3 separate regions of the Mus musculus genome follow, and regions 2 and 3 are each linked to region 1. The links are chromatin contacts, called in public promoter capture Hi-C maps. All regions are on one chromosome and are shown on one strand. The core of a region is the stretch at or near the end of the contact, and the rest is flanking DNA. Distances in the headings are between cores, read along the strand shown. Region 1 overlaps Map3k1 (mitogen-activated protein kinase kinase kinase 1). Region 2 has its middle 12 kb from the start of Gm15322. Region 3 has its middle 53 kb from the start of Gm15326.

Region 1 (4,336 bases), core at 503-3,002:
TCACATCTTACAAAAGTGACACCCTTTTTCACCTTCTCAAGTGTAATCACTCACTGTTTTTGTTTTTCCTTTACAGGGAGAGGGGGAAAAAAAAAGCCAAACATTTCTGTTAAATACAGTTAGTTCAGGCTTTAAGTATTTTACCCACGGTGCAATGCCTGGTCCTGAGTTTGACCACACAGAATAAATTCCTTATAAGGAGCACAGAGAAGTCAAAAGGAGTGCACTTAAAAATGTGGGGAGTGGAGCAGGGCTTGGTGGGGCACGCCTGTGATTCCAGCACTCAGGAGGCAGACATAGGCAGATCTCTGTGTTTAAGGCCAGCCAGGACGATATAGAGACCCAGTCACCCCTCTCTCCCAAACGAAACAAATTAGGGAGTCAGCTCAGTGGCTGAGACCGCTTGCTGTGCAAGCCTGATGGTGGGCCTGAGCTGGGGTCCCAGACCCCGTGATCCCCACGTAGAAAGCCAGTAGTTCTACAGAGGGACCAGGTGCAGGAGAATGCCCTGGAGTAGAAGTCCTGGAGCAGTGTGGTGCAGTTCCACAAGATGAAGAGTGAGGACTGGCACCTCAGGCTGTCCTCTTATCTCCATGTGTCATGGCATGCACATACCCTCACATGCACACACACACACACACACACACACACACACACACACACACACACACACACACTTACTTGGTTCCAGGGAATCTGACCCCCTCTTCTGGCTTCTGCAGGCACCAGACATGCATGTGGTGCAGAGACAAACATGCAGGCTAAACATCCATGCACGTAACATGACATAAAAACAGACAAAGACTGGTAGGGACAACGCCTGAGAATCCAACTTCTGCCAATTTTACTACTAAACAGTAGTTGTCATATCATAATCACCTTAAATATCAAGGCGAGATGATTGGAGTGTTTTTCTGCATTCCAAGGTGGTTTTGCACAAGCCATTTCTATAATGGCGCAGCCAACACTCCATACATCACAGCTCCTACCATACTGCTGACCTCTTAGGACCTAAAAGAAAGCAGAGTTAATTTGGAAATGTGACTTACTGAAAAGAGGTCCATTTTTGATGTGTAAGTTCAGGGCAAACAGTGGTACAAACAACAATTACATGGATGGCTTGGCATCTCATTAACCAGCTTAATGTCCATGTGGCACTAAGATAAACATCCCAGGATTCAAAAGCAAACCCTCTTCTTAAACAATGGGGCGCGAGAGCAAATCCCCACTACACTGAACACGAAGAGCCACGAGCTCAGGCCGGGCCCTATTCAGAAGCGCATCCTGTGCTAAGATGTTGACAGACAGGGCCATCTCTGTGGCTTACCTCCCTTGGGAAGCAAGAGGTAACTTCTGTATATTTCTACCACAGGCACTAACAAGCTAACCCCACAATTCTGTGTTCAAGTAGCCTTTAAGCAATCTATAAAAACCTGTCTTTTATAATTTTGTTAAAAGACAGAAATGGGAGGGTTGGGAATAAGGGTCTGAAATGGGGGTGGGGTGGGGGGAGGTACTGTTAAAAACTAGTCTATAAGGTCATGAGCTTCCAATTACTAAGTGCACACTGGATCCTACTGTGAAATAGCCTGGCACAATGCTGCCATACGGACTCCACGACACTGTCCTTCTTTACACTCAAAGCCACTCCTCACCTCAGGCGCCATGAATGCAATTGTCCCCAGTAACTGTCCCTGGAACTCTCCTGCACCGGTTCCTTTTGATGCCAACCTGGCAGCAGCTCCAAAGTCTGCAATTCTCAGCCTCTGACCGGTGCTGTCAATGAGCAGGTTGGCACCTGTCAACAGAGACAGCAAATGACCCTGCGTGTTAGATCAATGAGGACATGCGAGAGTCCCAGTGAAGTGCTGCTAATGAACTAAGACAAAGTAGGTACAGCCATTGCCTCCCAGAAAGCTGCCCCCGCCTTCCTCTGCTCCATCTATGCAAGGGCACACTAGTCTCTCTAGTGTGGGTCTAACCTAAAGCCTCAGAAGGAAAGTCTGGAGATCAAAATCATCAGGCCATGGAGATAGAGGAATAAGCTTAAAGACCCCGGAAAGCCAGGATTCAAAACCCTTTAAGCAATGATTTCAGCTAAATCTAAGACTTCAAATTTTGGCTCAGTTTACATTTTAAGGCAAAGGCTTGTTGACTGATACTAACATAGGCCAATTCAAAAATATATGCTTATTTTATAATCACAGTTTAATTAAAGTTTGTATCACAACAGCACTTCAAAAACATTGTTAAATACTCAAGATATCCACAAAAGAAAATCCAGCCGGGCAGTGGTGGCGCACACCTTTAGTCCCAGCACTTAGGAGGCAGAGACAGGCGGATTTCTGAGTTCGAGGCTAGCCTGGTCTACAGAGTGAGTTCCAGGACAGTCAGGGCTACTCAGAGAGACCCTGTCTCCAACCCCCCCTCCCAAAAATCCAGGTTGCCTTTAATAAATAAAAATCAAAGCTGCAAGATCTGGCAGGATTTTCGTAAGTTTATGATACACAAATTATCTAAGAAAAAACCAAAAACAGGGGTCTTCTGTGGATACACTGTAAGCCAAGATGGGGGACGAGGAGGCCTCAGTCTTACACGTCCTGCCAAGTCACAGCCTTGTGGTACGGAACACGCTGTGCTAATGAGGACAGTAGAGCGACTCGTAAGGGTCCTTTTGGCTCTAATAATCATAGGGTTATTTAGTCCTAGACTTAGAAACCTGTGTTAGAAACCACCAAGGGTCAAGTTTTAAAATGACACTCGTTTTCTTGCCATCACTAGAAGACGGTTAGGATCCGTACCTTTGACGTCTCTGTGAATGATCTGGTTCTCGTGGAGATAGGAAAGGCCACGGAGTAACTGCTCAGTGTAGTTAATGACGACTGACTCCTTGAAAGCTCCGTATTTACTCAAGAGGTGAGCCACAGATCCTCCTGGAAGACAGGCAGAACCGTGAGCCCGGCTTCTTAACGCTCTAACTCCTCAGGCCTCGTATCAAATGGTACGCTCATAGCCCACGTCCGAAGTCCAACTGATTTCCTCTATCAAAACTGTACACTGTGGCCTCAGCATGGGACCGCTATCTTAGCCCAACTGATGAGCTTCGGGGTCAGAGAGAGACCGTATCCCAACAAAGGTGGAGAGTGACCGAGGTACACACTGTCTCAGACCTCTGACATCTGCACGCACACGGGCACACATTCATACTAGTAAGCACAAACATGATGCAAACATGAACTAGAGATGCACTCTCAAATCATACAAGCACTTAACAACTGGCTGGATAACCTAGGTGTCATAGCTGGAGTCACTGTTACATATATTAGTGAAGTGAATTCCATCTATGTTCAAGAAAATGAGGTTTAACTTTGTGTCCCAGTGCTGTTTTATCTTTAGTTACGTTTTCAAATTAAACATGAATGTATTTAGGTTTGCTTATTTATTTGAGACAGATTCTCACCTACTATGGCTCAGGCTGGGCTTGGACCAACCACCCTTCTGCCTCGGCCTCTCGAGTACACTGCCTGCAGGCCCAGGTCCTGCTTAGTAACTTTATTTTATATTGTTAGGAACATTTCTTACAGAAACATAATCTAGACAATTAGTGATGACTATTAAAGAGAAATATGGAACTTAAACAAGCCAGATTTTTTGGGGAAAAAAAATTCTACACGAAGCCCTAAAATCACTCTTTTTTTTTTTTTTTTAAAGACTTATTTATTATTATACATAAGTACACCGCAGCTGTCTTCAGATGTGCCAGAAGAGGGCATCAGATCTCATTATGGGTGGTTGTGAGCCACCATGTGGTTGCTGGGATTTGAACTCAGGACTTTCGGAAGAGCGGTCAAGTGCTCCTATCCACTGAGCCATCTCACCAGCCTCTAAAATCAGTCTTAAGAAGGGTTGCTGAGCTGGGGACCACAGCTCGGTGCCAGAGTACTTGCCTAGCATGGACAAGGTCTGGGCTCGATTCCAAGTACAACAAAACAAAACAGCAAGATGAAAAAATTTTAATATTTACTAGATTTAAAATACAGTATTTTTCGTGGGTAGCTTTATATTAGGAGTGGTTTGTTTTTAGAGACCTAAAGTATTCATAAGTGAAGCATCTAGTCACTTGTGTGTAAGCAGGAGAAAGTGGGCACGCAGCCCTCTTCAGAGAGTGCACATACCCGCCATCCACTCAATGAAGAGGTTGTAGTTGCTCTTCTCGCACGTGGCCCCCAGCATCCGGATGATGTTTGGATGGTTGAGGTGACCCATCATCCGGATCTCTTCCCTCAACGCTTCCACCACCTCCTCCTGCTCGGAGGATGTGTTTCTGACGTACGTC
Region 2 (4,336 bases), core at 990-3,489, 230 kb after region 1:
CATCTCACGGATCTAGTGAGACCTGCACGCACCAGGACTGGATATTCTGGTAAGTGAGAAATGCAAACAAATAAGGGGGTGTTGGTGATAATAGGAGTTCCTCAAGACAAGGGCCCAAGATCTTTGCCTATGAGGTGTTCCTCGTGTCTGCTACATCCTTACTTACCAAGCACCTGTTAGTATCCTGAAACAGGCAGGGGAGCAGACTGGGCTGTCTTTACCCCACTCTATATGAACTGTAGTCACGCAGCTGACCTGGGAAGCTATCACAGAGGCTGTAAACATTGAACAAAGATCTGAAGAGTCAGGGCTTAGGTGATCAGAGTCCATAGATGAGGTAACAGAGTGATGTAGGCTGGAGAGATGGCTCAGAGTAAGACACTTGTCATGCAGGCCTGACCACCTGAGTTTGATTCCTGGATCCCACAGTGGAAAAATGTGTGTATGCACATATGTGTGTTATCCTTATAATCTCTATAAGACTGTATATAACCATATATGTATGTATGTGTCCTTATACATACATATATATATGCATATCCTTATATATATTTGACCACATATGACCAGACACAGGGCCAGACTTCTAGGAATGTCACCAACTTGGTCATCAGATGGAGCCCCATGCTTTGCGGTTTCCAGCTGTGGGATGAATTCTTTGCTGCCTCCGCCATCTTGGAATTCTCTTCCCTTTTCAAATAGCAGGCTCTGAATTTGTGTTTTGCACCGTCTAACAGTGTGGAGGGTCCTGACTAGGTGGTTTATTTCATTTATGCAAGTTTAGAGTATATTAGTGTTAGGAGAGTAATTCAAGCACTAGAGAAGGTGAGGAATTATGGGTATTAAACTGGCGAACTTGCTGGAGAAGGCAGGAGAGAAAAGGAAATCTTTTCCTTATACATCAGCTGACTTTAAAAAAAATCCTTAATTTGGTAAAAAAAAAATAGGAGGAAAAAGAACAGCGAACTATCAATTTTTGGCTCTGTTCATGTTAAAAGGTATAGGAAGAGCAGAAAAGCAACTGAGCTAATTTATCGTTTGTTCGATGTTCAACCATAAGTAGCTCAGATCTCTTGGGTTTCTGAGCACATCAGGGGAATCGCATAGGCTAAAAACTAAGGAGCACGGAAGGAGTAAATGTAATATCACTACCAAATAAGCCTTTTGATCAAGGTACAAGAAAAGGCAGTTTTACAGATTTATTCAGATTTGGGGGCTCCCAGGGACAGGGAAGCTATTCTTTTATTTTCAATTTAAAGGCAGTGCTTTCTGTTTGAAAACTTATTTAAGGAAGGGTTTGCTGATGACAGCGTTGAAGATGATGAAGGTAATGATGGTGGTGGTGATGATGACTTAAAGAGGATCGGCTTCTGAGCTGAGTGGTAGATGTCACTTGCCGAGTGTTCTCTGTGAGCCAGGCACAGTTAAGTAAGCCTTAAAACATTCCTGAGGAGGGTCCCAGAATCCTTAACATGAAGAATGAAGAGAGAGAGGAATACACAGTGCAAGGATTTGCCCCAAGATGCATAGAGTGTATCAGCTGGTATTGGCCTTGAACCTGCAGCCTGGCTCCCTACCTAATCCCTTCCCTGAGCTGCTTTGATTCTCAAGATCCTCCAGAAGATGCTGCCCCGACCCCCAAAGATGAAAACCTACAAGAGAAAGGGTTCCTATGGTTTCAGCTCTCAGAGCTGACCTTTTCAGCCTTCTATGCCCTACCAATGCTTTTATTCCAGACAGCTCAGGGATAGGGAAGGGGGTGGGGGTGGGGGGTGAGTATCGGGGTCGGGAGGGGTTATAAACTTGGGTGTTAGCTGATGTGGACTCAGGAGATGATGAGAAAATTGGAAGAAGGTGAGCCAGGACTAAATAGAAATGTGAGATGCTGTAGTGATCCCCCTCCACAAAGCTGCCCTTCTTGTGCAGAGAGAGAAGACAGCAGCTGGCCTGTCAGGGCTCTCCAGTGGGGAGGCAGGAAGCAGTATTTGCATCTAAACTGCTGTGACCCATCACAAAAAAATTAGAGCCCCTACTTCTAGGTTCCTGAGCACCTACCATTCACATGTGTGTTAGGGCAGTGAGCTTGGTGGTCTAGGCCTTTTTAAAATCAGGTACCGCCCTTTAAATGTGTGGACAGAGCACTTCTATTGAGTTTTCTGTTGACTATTGCTTTGCTCTATAGTTCAAGCCAGTTCTATATTAAGTAACAGGTATTGAATTTCGCTCAGTTTCATTTTAGGTTATCTTCTCCCTTATCTGTGCGCCTCTGAACTTCCAGGAGGTAGTCAGCTTGTAAGATGTGTGCCTTTGCCTGGACCGTTGACTTAGTCTCTTCAGGTGTGAGCAGTAATTGGCAGTCAACAGAGCTTTTAACCATGAAGGGAGCGAAGGAAAACAAATTTGAATCAATGTCGATGGCAAATGTCCTTGAGTGCAGGCTCTGTAGAAGGCCTAGGGAGACACTGGCTCTCCCTTCTGAGGTTTGCAGCCCTAAAATGGAGATGCTTTCTGGGGTGGCTGGGTGCCATTTCACCTAGCAACCCATGCCTGCAACTTGCAATCTTGTCCTCCTGAAGGACAATTCTGTCTCCTCCTGGAGATTGGTTTGTTTACTGTACAAAGAAATCAGGTGAACAGTTTGCTAAAACTAATAATTTGTTTTGGTTGAGGTTTCCGGAAGCAAACCCTGAGATGAGGGTGTCTAGGCAAGCGATTCCGTAGCAAAGCACTCTGGGAAGAAACAGTTAAGGCACTGGGGTGCTAGATGGCTCAGGGGAGAAAAAGAACGATGGGAAATCTCAGGTAAGTGCCATTGGTCGCTGAATTTGCAGACAATTATGAAACGTACTTTGCACTGTAGCCTGGGTCACCTCAGCAGAGAGAGACAGGGGGCTAGGTTTCCATCACACTGCACCGTGATTTGTCTCTGATTTTTAACCCAACTGGGTGAGAATAAGACCATTACCACAATTTGGATTTAAGCCAAATTTGAAGCAAGCTTTATTAAATATTAGACAGAATGATGGGCTCTTGCCAGATCCATCCCATTTCCAGAGAGTGGCCTCAATTACGTTAGCCAGGTTTATAAAGGCGACACCCACGGGCTGTGTACTTTCCACCTTCATCCAATCCGGGCAAGCATGTATCCTGACATACTTCCTGCCTACGTACAACCTACCCTCCTGCCCACTGTGATGAAGCACGTCCTGTGCAGTTGGGGCAACCAACCTTGTTTACAGAAGTGAAAACGTGCTGCTTGTTGTCTGGCATGAGCAACAGCTCCCAGCATTCTAGAATCTTATCTCTCCCTGGGCAAGTGGGGCTTACAGGTTAGAGGCGTTTTTGTTTTATAGATCTCTTCATCACAGTAAAGTCAACTTACAGCATAACTTTAGTCGTCACGTGACATCTGCTTGCTGTGAATGCAGAGTCCCAGGTGTTTCCTGCCTTGGATGCTCCCAGCCCGCACAACCCTGACAACTCAGGGCCAGCTACTTCAGAAGGCTTCAGTAAGGAGCTAGCATTGATTATGGACAGATGCTGCCATGGCAACTCTACTGTGTAGTTCCACTTCTGGCTTTGGAGAGAGTTGGCTCCTCAGCACAAGGGATCAGTGAAGAAGTCCTGCATGCACTGACTGATTCAGATCATGAACATTAAGTGTGCTCAAAATGCTGGGGTGCCTTTAGAATGTGTATAGGAATTAGTGTTAGATAACAGTGCACTCTCTTGTGTACGTACGCTGACTCAGAGGGGAAAAGGACTCAGTCTGCCGAGTCCGAGAAACTGAGGTCATTCCCCGCACCTATAGGGCAGAAGGAGAGGCCTGAGTCCTGCGAGATGTGTGTGTGTGTGTTTAATGGATATTTTTCACACAATATATTTTGATTATGTTCCTCTCACTCCGAACTCCTCCCAGAGTCTCCACACCTCCTTACCTACTCAACTTTCTTTTCTCTATTTCTTTTAAAAAGAAACAAAAAAACAAAAAACAAAAAATTGCAAGCAACAAAAAGAAAACAAAACAAAAACTCACAAGAAACACAACACCACCATCCACAAAAACAAAATAAAAAACAGACAAAGACCAATAAGACAAAAATGCCAAAACAAAACAAAACAGAATGAAACAAAATGCACACAAAAGTACAGATGAGGGTGGTTTTGTGCTGGCCTGAACACACACACACACACACACACACACACACACACACACACACGGGGAGGGAGGGAGAGAGAGAGTGAGAGAGAGAAAGAGAGAGAGAGAGAGAGAGAGAGAGAGAGAGAGAGAGAGAGAGAGATTTTTGGTGTAGAAACTAAAACTAATAATCAACAA
Region 3 (4,336 bases), core at 779-3,278, 170 kb after region 1:
TTTTCTTTCCCTTCCTCCTCTTGCTTTTCCCTCCCCTGGTTCACAATCTCCATGCTTTCACTATGTAGCCCTGGAAAGCCTCAAACTCACTATGCAGTCCAAGCTATCTGAAGCTTAAGATGGGATTTGTACTTCAGTCCCAGTGCTGCAATTACCAGCACTGGCTTCCTCAGGCTGATTTTCTTTCTTTCTTTCTTTTTTTTTTTTTTCTTTTGCGAGACAGGGTTTCTCTGTATAGCCCTTTTGTAGACCAGGCTGGCCTCGAACTCAGAAATCCGCCTGCCTCTGCCTCCCAAGTGCTGGGATTAAAGGTGTGCGCCACCACCGCCTGGCTCAGGCTGGTTTTCTGATGTAACTAATCCTCTTCAGTGTAGCCTCCCCTCCCCAGCCTGAAACCTGTTTGCTCAGGTTTCACTGTTTGCATAGGGGTGGAGCTTGCCGCTCAATCGTTCTGCCACGCCCACTGCTGGAGCCTGCCCCCTTGCTGTTCTGGAGACATACACGTGGTCACCGAGCAACTGGACTCCAAGATTATTTGGCGGGAATTAGCCCCTTCCCCTGCTTCATAACTGAGTGTCGGAAATAGTAAAATTGAGCTTTGATCAGAATTCTGTCTTAGCTACATCTTTCTCTCGCCCGCCTAGCTCTCTCTTCTCCTCCAGGTTTCCAAGATGCCTTTCCAGACTAGAACCCAGACATGTGAGCCACTGGCCAGATACAACTCTTCAGGAGGTGCTGTGCTCTCAGCACTCAGTCACGCCTTTAACAGCCCCCACCTCTCAATCTATCACATTGAGTGTTAGGTTCAAACATTTGCATTTTGAGGAGATATCCTCTTTGGGGCAACCATAACTTAACTACACTAAGCCTCAGTTTTGCCATCTGTAAAGTATGACTAAAAGCTTCTTGAAGATGTTAGGATGGACTGTACCAACCAGGCAGAGCACTCAGCACTGTGGCAATGATAATAAGCTAGCAGATATGGCTTCTCCAGAGTAATATCGCAGAGCAACGATCTGGGGGAAATCACTGCCATCTAACAGTTTGGTCAAAGTCCCAAATGAGTTCAGTCTAATATGTCAGTGTTGGAAGGCATGAGTGGCCTTCTCTGGTGACATGGAAGTAACCTTTTTTTTTCCTCCACTCAACTATGATTTTGGTAGACTGTAGAAGACGGACAAATGATGCTTATTGTGTTTCATTCTTACTTTCCTCAGGAGGCTGTTTGAGTTTGTTGTCTATGATTCCTTCCAGAGATCACGTCCCTTTGTGTTCTAAAGCACTGCCCTGAGGTGGGGCATTGGGCTCCTGAGTCTAACTTCCTGAGTCACCCTGGCAGTGGGGGGATAGCTGTAGCTCGAGGAGATGCTATTGGTATAATCATAGATTAGAAATAGATCAAGGTATTTCTAACAATGTTTGTTATGTTTATTATAGAATAGCCATTTCCCTACAGTTTGCTGGGGAGGGTAATGAACCTGGAGGATCTGATTAGGGAATGAGCAATCTGACAGACTTTTTTTTTTTTTTTTTTTTTTAATGTCACTAATATCTTTTGGAAACATTAGACTGCGGTTGCAGGAAGTCAGTGATGGACATGACTAGTCAAGATTTGATTCTGAGTTTAGAGTACAGGCATTTCCTTACATCAGTAGTTTGCATAGTAGAAAAAAAATATGTGGATGTTTTAGTAACTAAACAGCAGGTTGGCATTATACAGCTGTTTTGGTTGCAGTGAATTGACAAGGAATTGGACCCCTGGGAGGAAGAGAGGAGTTAGGGCCCCACAAAGCCCAGGTAGATGTTGTTAAATGTTTGCTTAGTGAGCTGCTCTGAAGTTTGGCTTATGTCTCTTCACTCTTGGTAAAGCATGGATGTTCAGGAATCAGAATTCCCTGATAAAGGGCAAAGGGGATAAAGCAGACTATGAGACTAGCAAGTTTATCCATTGTCATCTCTGATCAATGGCTATATACATTTGGGGTTGGGTGATAATTCATAATTACAAGGTTTCTATATTGTCTATTCAAGCTTGACATTCTAATTTTAGCCCAAGTCTTTCCACTGTGACTAAAGCAACTAGTTCAGTATTTCAATTCTAGATAAAACAGGTTGTTTTTAGGAGTCTGGTGTCACGTTGTAATACAAGAGTGATAAAGACTGATACTGTGGGGTGCTTCTTGAACTGAGTTCCAAATTGGTATGAGAACATCCACCTACCGCCTGTGTTTGCTCTGCAGATTTTACCCTGTGTCCTTTGTTACCTCCCCGTGATGCTAAAGTTTAATGGTGATTTGACCTGGATTCTGGTTTTGAGAGTGATCATTTTCCATTAAGTAGACACTGAGGGTATTTTTAGCATCTGTGTACTGTTTGCCTGAAGCAAAACAGAAAAGGATAATATATTGATGTAACAAACTCAGTCACTGTGGCTGTTAGGATGGAGTTTATTTTTGGGTAAGGAAATTATGGAGGAAGGGCAGTATAGAGCATAGTAGGTCTGAGAACCCACTATGAGCACTGTGATAGGAGGTGGATAAGGAAGTATAACAAAAGTTTCTGCTTTGTTTGACTGTGCTGGTCTTATGCCAACTTGACACACAAACTAGAGTTATCTTGAAAGGAGGGAGCCTTAATTGAGATAAGATGCAGCTGTAAGGCATTTTCTTAATTAGTGACTGACGGGAAGGGTCTAGCCCATTGTGGATTGGTGGTTCTAAGTTCTATAAGAAAGGAGGGTGAGAAAGCCAGGGGAAGCCAGCCAGTAAGCACCATCCCTTCATGGCCTCTGTACCAGCTCCTGCCTCCAGGATCCTGACGTGGACCCTGTCCTATCCTGACACCCTTCAATGATGACGAGTGATCTGGAAGAGTAAGCCAAAGAAACCTTTTACTTCCCTACTTACTTTTTGGTCATGGTGCTTTATCACAGCAATAGAAACCCTAAGTTAGACAATGACCTTCGGGCCTGGTTAGGGAGGCACTGTGTGTGTGTCAGAAGCAGACAGGTCTCTGTGACTTGCTCTGTGAATAGCATCTGAGTGAATGATGCATAAATAAGGTTCTAGAAAATCAAAGGCAGGAGCATCTCACAGGAACTGCAGGGCTTAAGTAGCCCTATAAAGGATGAGCAGACCACAAGAAGACCAGGGAACAAATTGCCTACGGTTGCTTTTTAAAGCTTAGTATCGTCTGGAAACCTCACCAAATGAATTCACTCCTTTGGAAGTGTCCAGCAAGTCTAATCTTGGTCACAGGGTTGTTTTCTGTTATTGTGGTTGTTGTTGTTTTCCCAAGAGGAAAACAGTCCCTCCACTTCTTTTGCTTTACCTGATAATAGCATCATCTCCACACAGCTGAGGACTCGGGTTCCTTTGGAGGTTTTTGTTTACACTGCCCTACAGATAGAGTGGGAAATTGGAACTATTGCCCTGTGCTTGACAGAAGGATCCTCCCTTTCCAGAAGCTAGTTCTTTTAGAAACGATGCTATTTTTTTTTTTTTTTTGTTACTCTTGGGTAGAAAACTACACGCAGATGGTGTCTTGGAGAGTGATAGTATGTTTATCTGGAGAGAAGCTGTCCATGAGGCTAACATCAAATTATTGCTGTGTCTCAGTTAGGGTTTTACTGCTGTGAACAGACACCATGACCAAGGCAACTCTTATAAAGGATACCAGTTAATTGGGGCTGGCTTACAGGTTCAGAGGTTCAGTCCATTATCATCAAGGCAGGAGCATGGCAGCATTCAGGCAGGCATGGTGCAGGAGGAGCTGAGAGTTCTACATCTTCATCTGAAGGTCATTAAAAGAAGACTGGCTTCTAGGCAGCTAGAATGAGGGTCTTAAAGACCATACCCTCAATGATACACCAACAAGGCCACATCTACTCTGACAAGGCCACACCTACTCCAGCAAGGCCACACCTACTCCAATAAGGCCATACTTCCTAATAGTGCCACTCCCTGGTCCAAACGTATTCAAACCACCGCGCCTGTTCTGGGTTTTCATACATAATATGCTTTAGTTGCCTACAGCTGTGTTTGCTCATCTCTTCTGAGAGTCACCTCTTCTGGGTCATGGGGACTACCTTGGGTTTTGTCTTTCCTTCTGTAATTTAATTTTCAGGAATCCTATCTCAGAATTCCCACTCGCTTCAGTTTTCTACCTTTACCCTGTGAGAACTGAAATTTCCCATCCTGGAATAATTGTCTATGGATATTATATATATATATATATATATATATATATATATATATATATGTATATATATATATATGTGTGTGTGTGTGCGTATATATATATATATGTGTGTGTATATATATATATATATATATGT

What was found. Capture Hi-C pulls out chosen DNA fragments and counts their contacts.
Region 2: a promoter capture Hi-C map of pancreatic islet shows a contact between it and region 1. The contact joins two enhancer-like sites. A contact is called at or near these places in 4 of 9 other capture datasets (adipose tissue, embryonic stem cells, liver and 1 more).
Region 3: a promoter capture Hi-C map of pancreatic islet shows a contact between it and region 1. The contact joins two enhancer-like sites. A contact is called at or near these places in 1 of 115 datasets of contacts at active chromatin or transcription factors (embryonic stem cells) and 2 of 9 other capture datasets (adipose tissue and pancreatic islet).

What each region holds. Positions count from the first base shown.
Region 1 is chr13:111,749,564-111,753,899 of GRCm38.p6, forward strand. Map3k1 (mitogen-activated protein kinase kinase kinase 1) reads right to left here. Exons shown (of 20, transcript NM_011945.3): 16 at 4,176-4,336; 17 at 2,802-2,933; 18 at 1,656-1,798; 19 at 880-1,011. Among named protein-coding and RNA genes, the nearest start is that of Map3k1, 57 kb to the right of the region's middle. Within about 2 kb of position 1,753, at least 2 of the 459 cell types and tissues checked have an H3K27ac peak or open chromatin away from gene starts, as enhancers often do. A contact at or near this core is called in pancreatic islet, where this site is marked.
Region 2 is chr13:111,980,997-111,985,332 of GRCm38.p6, forward strand. No RefSeq gene overlaps it. Among named protein-coding and RNA genes, the nearest start is that of Gm15322, 12 kb to the right of the region's middle. Within about 2 kb of position 2,240, at least 85 of the 459 cell types and tissues checked have an H3K27ac peak or open chromatin away from gene starts, as enhancers often do. A contact at or near this core is called in pancreatic islet, where this site is marked.
Region 3 is chr13:111,919,198-111,923,533 of GRCm38.p6, forward strand. No RefSeq gene overlaps it. Among named protein-coding and RNA genes, the nearest start is that of Gm15326, 53 kb to the left of the region's middle. Within about 2 kb of position 2,029, at least 5 of the 459 cell types and tissues checked have an H3K27ac peak or open chromatin away from gene starts, as enhancers often do. A contact at or near this core is called in pancreatic islet, where this site is marked.